Regions from separate parts of the Macaca mulatta genome. Here region 2 is linked to region 1. A link is a contact called in public Hi-C data. All regions are on one chromosome and are shown on one strand. Each heading gives the region's core, a stretch centred on a gene start, on an enhancer-like site or on the middle of the called end of the contact. The rest is flanking DNA. Distances are from core to core; before and after follow the strand shown. Region 1 has its middle 33 kb from the start of PLEKHO1. Region 2 holds the start of VPS45 (vacuolar protein sorting 45 homolog).

Region 1 (3,432 bases), core at 313-2,812:
TAATTTTTTTTTGTATTTTTAGTAGAGACGGGGTTTCACCATGCTAGCCAGGATGGTCTCGATCTCCTGACCTCGTGATCCGCCCATCTCGGCCTCCCAAAGTGCTGGGATTAGTTGTGAGCCACTGCACCCGGCCCAAGATCTCTTTTAAATACCCAAGAATAAGTCATCTAAAAAATGCAAGTGTTGGTCACTGGCTTTTATTGGTCACTGACTTTTCTGCCCTCTACTAGAATACAGAGTCCATAAAGACAGCAATTTTTGTCTACTTTTGTTGTTACTTGTAAAAATGCCTAGCATGTAGTAGATGCTCAAGGAATATTTATTAGTTGAATGAATTTGAAGAACTCCACTCATCTGGATGAAAACTTGAAATTCACTGAACTATTTGGACATAATACATTAATATTTAACAATACTGTATTTGGAATTATGGAAGACACTTCCTGTTTTCTTTTCTTTTCTTTTTTTTTTTTTTTTTGAGATGGAGTTTCGCTCTTATTGCCCAGGCTGTAGTGCAGTGGCTCAGTCTTAGCCCAATGCAACCTCTGCCTCCTGGGTTCAAGCGATTCTCCTGCCTCAGCCTCCCGAGTAGCTGGGATTACAGGTGTGGACCACCACGCCTGGCTAATTTTTTGTATTTTTGGTAGAGATGGGGTTTCACCATCTTGGCCAGGCTGATCTTGAACTCCTGACCTCATGATCCGCCCGCCTCGGCCTCCCAAAGGGCTGGGATTGCAGGCGTGAGCCACTGTGCCCAGCTAAAAAGGTTTTTAAAAAATTACTTTATTGAGGTAAAATTCACGTGTGAAAATATTTCTATTTTTACATTTTGGAAGGCTGTATTATTTGATTGGGAAAAGATAGATGGGCTGTGCATGTTTATTTTTTGTTTTTGAATTTTTTTGTTACTCCATACCCTGAAGAGTCCCTTATTGTTGATTCCCAGGGCTGAGGACTGATATATTTTTTTTTTTTTAATTAGTGCTGGTTTCTATGGGATGCAAACTTTTCTCTAATAGCTGAAAGCAGAGGCTTCTGGGTGCTTTCAAATTTCTTCTTTCTTCACGGTGTTAAAAGAGCGCCTTGCCTCCTCTGTGTGTCGTTAGGCGTACTGGAGTGCAGAATAGAAAATGCAAAGCAAGACAGCCGTACAGGCGGTTTTTCTTTTTAAAGGAGTTGATAGACAAATGGCACAGAGTTCACTGTTCTCGCCAGCTGAGAGTTTAGCTTCCAGAAAGCACTACTTTAGGGAACAAGTGAAGCAGTGTGGAGGGCCTGAAAGGCTTCATTGACACAGCAGCCGGGAGGCTCTTGTAGCACATTGTGTGGGGTGCGGTGCCTTCGGAAACCAGCTCTCGAGATGTCTACACCCCCAACATCCCCAACGCTGAAAACATTAGGGTTTTTTTTTTTTTTTTTTGGTTGTTTTTTGTGTGTTTTGTTTTTTGCCATTATACTTGGTTTTCCAAGTGAGATTCCTGGAAAGGTATTTGCTTTTATTTGTTTTTGTTTATTAGTTTCCTCTGGGTGTCAGTCAGTTCTTCGCATGGTCACTTGGCTTACTTGGTAGGAACATGAGGGATCCGGGTGGTGGGGCCGAGGCAGTTTCCCCAACAAATCACTGGTACAACATGAATACACGTGTTTGTTTTCTGAATGAGAATCTAAGTGCTGCCACCAAAAAAGGTGTACTGGGGTAGGAGAAATAAGGTTAATTTGAAGCCGGCAATTGAAATCATTATTGATAGTTTCCTAGTTTTCCTGAAGGTTCATCTGGAGAGATGGAAGTCTAAGCTAAGGAATAATAGAACTGTACCAGTGAAGTTGTAGAATCACTTGCAGGCTCTGAGGGTCTGTCCCAGGGAAGACCCAATGATCCGTGGCGTGTTGGTTTGGTATAGAAAGGCCAGGGCCGCCGGGCGCGGTGGCTCAAGCCTGTAATCCCAGCACTTTGGGAGGCTGAGACGGGCGGATCACAAGGTCAGGAGATCGAGACCATCCTGGCTAACACGGTGAAACCCCGTCTCTACTAAAAAATACAAAAAACTAGCCGGGCAAGGTGGCGGGCGCCTGTGGTCCCAGCTACTCCGGAGGCTGAGGCAGGAGAATGGCGTAAACCCGGGAGGCGGAGCTTGCAGTGAGCTGAGATCCGGCCACTGCACTCCAGCCTGGGCGACAGAGCCAGACTCAGTCTCAAAAAAAAAGAAAAAAAAAAAAAAGAAAGGCCAGGGCCAGGCAAGCTCTTCATCCGTGGTTTTTATTTAGGTATTAATAGAGCTCCTAGTATGTGTCTGGCCTTGAGAAGGGATGTGGCTTGTGTTCCTGCACTTTGAGGGGTTTCGAGTCATAAACCCATAGACCATGGAAGATCCTTAGAGATCGGCAGTCCTCCTCTTACTCTGTGGGGAGCACTGAGGCCCAGAACGTTGGCTTGCTCAAGGTTACACAGAGAGTTAGTGGTGGCCTCTTGAGAGGCCAGAGTTTTTTTTTGAGACAGAGTCTCGCTCTGTTGCCTAGGCTGGAGTGCAATGGCCTGATTCCGGCTCACTGCAACCTCCGCCTCCCAGGTTCAGGCGATTCTCATGCCTTAGTCTCCCGAGTAGCTGGGATTACAGGCACCTGCCATGACGCTCGACTAGTTTTTCTATTTTTAGTAGAGACAGGGGTTTCACCATGTTGCCCGGGCTGGTCTCGGACTCCTGAGCTCAGGTGATCCACCCGCCTCAGCCTTCCAAAGTGCTGGGATTACGGGCATGAGCCACTGCGCCTGGCCTAGAAGCCAGATCTTTTTACTCCCAGTTTTATATTTTTCCATTCAACTTCCATTGAAAATGCCTCATAGTTGTTAGAGAACAGTTCAAGAGAATATATAATTCAGTGTTAAAATCGAATAATCAACTGCTACTGCATAGGGGGAGAGTTCATTGTTCACTGGAGCTATCTGGAAGTGTGACAGATTTTGAAGAATGGGAATGGTGTGGACATTCCAAAAGGACCACAAAACCTTGTCTCTGTTCTGTGTTGTCTGGGGATGTCCATGAAGAAATGTATAACCCTCAATCCAAGTGTGAAGCCTTTGCACATGCTGTGGGAGCAGGTATGTTCAGGGAGTGCCCCTGCTGAGCATCCTGCAGACTGATAGGGAGAGAGACATATTGGGTAGAGACCACTCTCTCCCCAAGCAAAACCAAAGCAAGGTGGGGTGGAGGACCCAGGGTGGGAGGGGAAGTGAAGTCCAAGTGATTTACAGGTTTCCAAGTAGGCTTGGAAAGCCATTACACATTTGAGGATGAACCTGGGTCACTAGAATTTTGACTCCATGACAGAAGGGGCCTTTGTGGAGGTCTTGATGTAAAGAATACGAGTCGCCTCTCAACTTCTGCATAGCTGCTAGAAGTTAGTTCTCAATCTTAAAGTTTGTTCTTTTTC
Region 2 (3,606 bases), core at 325-2,824, 120 kb after region 1:
CTGTAAGGGGTCAACTGAAATATGGAAACAAAACAAGAAAAATGAAGGTTATAATACTGATGAACCAGGATAATTATGATGCCACAAATTATGAAAATACAAATTTATTTTGCCTTCTTAATGCTTTCAGATTAGAGTGTGCTGCATCTGCCTGGGCAGATGGAAACTCAGTTTATGCAGTACCTTTGTAGGTCGAAGAAAACAAATTGCCTTCAGGTGTTTCATGATCTCTCGATTTTGAGAATCAATGCGTTCAAAGAGGTACACTTCTTTCTGTAGAATCTCCGATTGTGTGTATACCATACTCACTATGCCAGTCTGTAAAAACAAAGGATTAACTAAAAGTATGCTAGTCTAGAATAATAAAAACAAGTAGCATATCTAAGCCTCTTTTTTCATTAATACTTAGCTGGATAACTTAAATAGTAATATACGTAATAACATTTACTGAACATCCAAACAGGTAGGTAACATACAAGAACGAAAAATACGCTCTCTCCTTTCAGCTGAAGTGTCAAGGTTAAAAACAAAAAACAAAGAAAAAACATGCTCTTTTTGAACTGGAACAATCCATACATTTCCAAAAATATTTTTTTCTATCACCTTAAAGAATTTTGTTTTCTGGTCTGTGGCCAACAAATAACCTGTCAGTTCAGCTTGAGCTCCAACAGCTTTACTTTTAAAACGCAATGTTGAGTGGAAACAGTAGGCCCATCCCAAAGTCTTCCAAGTGCTCTAACATATTAATGATTTATTGGCAGAGACATTTATTAAAAGATTTCTGATTCCAATAAATTGTTTCGGGTAGAAGCAGTCTCTGGGCAGTGGCTGGAGCCATTTAGACTGAAAAACCCACCGGGCAAGCTTTATACAACTTTTCAATTCCACACAAACTGACCCTTATTTTCATATCTTTAATTAAATGCTAAATCCTACTGTGGAATGGGACCAGCTATTGTAAGGTTGAGAGGGTTCCTTGACAAATGCTGAGCAAAAGCAAACTCACCGTCTCTTTATCCATCAGAAGTACTTTCATACCAGGCCCGCTGTCCTCTATCATTTTGGAAATGTACTGCTTCACAGCAAAAACCACGTTCATGGCGGCGAATTGACAAGTATCCCACAGCCCTTCCCGCCCCCTTTTCTGTCTAAATTAACCCCCGGTCTGTTGGCGGGGTCTCAGCTGCTTCCTCCCAGCCGGGCTTCGGCTTCCGGGAGTCCGGGCAACCACGGTGCTGGGAGTTGTAGTTCCGCTGGAGTGTACGGGGCACCAAGCCTATCCCGGGGATGGAAAAATCCGGCGGAGATGCCCTGGGCTGTTGCCACGCGCGGGCGCTATTCTCCTCCCACCTGCGGCCTGCATATGCCTGAGGCCCGGACTCTCAGACCTCTATTGCCCTTTGGTCCTGGAGGCCCAGCCGCAGCCTGAAGCCCAAGAGAGTGGAGCCTCGCGAAATGAGGAACCTGGCACAAGGTTTGCTTGGAAGCAGGAACGACGGAGCGTGGCCGTGGTCCCTATTTGCCATTAACGCTTTCTTGCATGGCAGTGAGAGATGAGGGCAAGGGAGGTGGCATAATGCTCCCGGCCACTTGGGACTCGGAGAGACGGCATTTAATAAATCACACGCGGTATCTGCGAAACAGTGGTCGAGATTCGTCTTCCCGGCTTCACTGGGTCAGTAATAGGCGGGAACAGTGCCCCTGTGTTGAGGCTGCAGAGGCCCGAATTGGTTTTCCCAAGACAGAGGGGCATATGAAATTGAACATGAATGAATGAACAAAGGGAACGCGTTTTAGGGATGTTTTTGAGGAGAGGCCTGAGGTTCTCCAGGAGGGTCTGCAGCGCGGGTCGGCCGTGGGGGCTCTCAGCCAGCGTGACCACCGGACCTGCAAGCGTACCCCTGCCCCACCCCCGGCTCGGCGCTCTGAGCAATCGGACTCTGCCAGCTCCAACTCCGGCGGGGCGCGGGTCACCCGCGACGCTGAAACTGCAGGCAAGAGCGGAGTTGACTGGGTCCTTTGAAATGGGTAGGGGACATGTATCCGGTAGAACTAAAACAAACTAGCGTGGGGATTTGAAGCCAAAACCTTCAAGTTTTTATTGAATCTTAAAACCATCAACTTCCAAATGTCTACATTTGTGTTTACACCACACAAGTCTCCCCTCTATCATGGCATTTGTCGAAAAGGAGGGTAGATGTTTGTTTTTCGCACCTTTACTTTGGGGAATTGTAAAATCAGGAAGATAATAAGAAACAACTGTTAGAAATCAGTAACTAAAAATGCTTATGAATATTTTCACCAAAATAATGACCAGTGTTTGTGAGGTCAATAGATTCAGGATTACCAAATAAATTCTTTCATTATATTGTAAGAAGTACACAATTGAAATAGACCAGTAGCACTTTAACGTTAATCTTCTTAAGATTATGCAACATCATATACAATTTTCAAATCCCTTAAGGGAGATCAGAAACTACTGAAATATAAGAGATTTTTGTCACCTCTGAAATTGTGAAGAATATGTTTTTATTTTTTTCAGCTTTTCTACCAAGTAAATAAAGCTTCCATTTAGGCATTTTACTAATTTTTAGATGTGTTTTGAAAGAAAAGTCTTAAGTTATATATTAAAGTGAAAATGTGAATCTTTAAATGGATACAAGTAAGAAAAACTAATGTTATATGAATCTTCCATTCTTATCAATTTAAATGTTCATATCTTACAGAAAACGTGGAAACCATGCTAATGAAAATCCTGTAAATCCTGTAAATTACTGATATTTGAAAATTCACCTCCAATCTCCCATGTCACTTGGTTTTTATTTTTCCTACCTATAATTTAGACTGCAGTATAGAAGACTTTTTCCCCCATTTTCTGTGCTTTTTTAAGAAAGAAGGAGATAAAGACTTGTCTATGAAATTTGTGCCTTTTTATTTTTATTTTTTATTTTTTTTATTTTTTTGAAATTTGTGCCTTTTTAAACAATAGTCAATTTGTAAGCAATATATGGAAAGAATCTGCATCCTTTTGATGATTTATACTTGGACACATAACTTTTTGAGGGAGGAGGAAAATACCTACTTGACAGCTTACTAATTCACTCCATTTTCCATAAAATGTAATTGATGTCAGTGGCAGTGATATTTTATACATTGAGTGATAAGATATGGAACATAAACATTTTGAACAAAATAATTATTACATATTTAAAGGGTGCTGTGATGGTCCTGAAGTTAGACAGCATGCTTCCTTCCTGAAGAAAACCACACAAGCCATTTTAAATGTCTCCAAATTAAGAACTTCTTTTGTATCCCCACACCTCTAAAATTAGGACTGAAACCAATGATAAAATCCAAACTCTCGCTTTGTAACTCATCCAGTATAAACCCAGAGTTACTTGTTTTGTTGTAGGCAAGTGACAGCAAATCCAGAATATGAAGTGCCTGCTTATTTTTAATTTAGGGTATAAATAAACTATAATAACAAGAAATATTTTCAATAGTAAAGACATTAAAAAATAAATCATGACATCCTTCAAATATGAATGATTACATTAACTTAAAATCTTCAACCTGAAAAATTTGTTTTCACTGGGTCCAAGAAAT

Evidence for each region. Hi-C and Micro-C count contacts between places; a contact is called where the count stands out from the background.
Region 2: a contact with region 1 is called in a Hi-C map of fetal cortex germinal zone, with 4 times the contacts expected there. The contact joins the promoter of VPS45 here to the enhancer-like site in region 1. A contact is called at or near these places in 5 of 14 Hi-C or Micro-C datasets (CD4 T cells, fetal cortex germinal zone, fetal cortical plate and 2 more).

What each region holds. Positions count from the first base shown.
Region 1 is chr1:116,961,334-116,964,765 of T2T-MMU8v2.0, forward strand. No RefSeq gene overlaps it. Among named protein-coding and RNA genes, the nearest start is that of PLEKHO1, 33 kb to the right of the region's middle. Within about 2 kb of position 1,563, at least 7 of the 40 cell types and tissues checked have an H3K27ac peak or open chromatin away from gene starts, as enhancers often do. A contact at or near this core is called in fetal cortex germinal zone and fetal cortical plate, where this site is marked.
Region 2 is chr1:117,081,017-117,084,622 of T2T-MMU8v2.0, forward strand. VPS45 (vacuolar protein sorting 45 homolog) reads right to left here and starts at 1,575. Exons shown (of 14, transcript XM_077948649.1): 1 at 1,351-1,575; 2 at 184-318. The coding sequence starts at 303. It also overlaps a transcript of PLEKHO1 not described here and a transcript of OTUD7B not described here.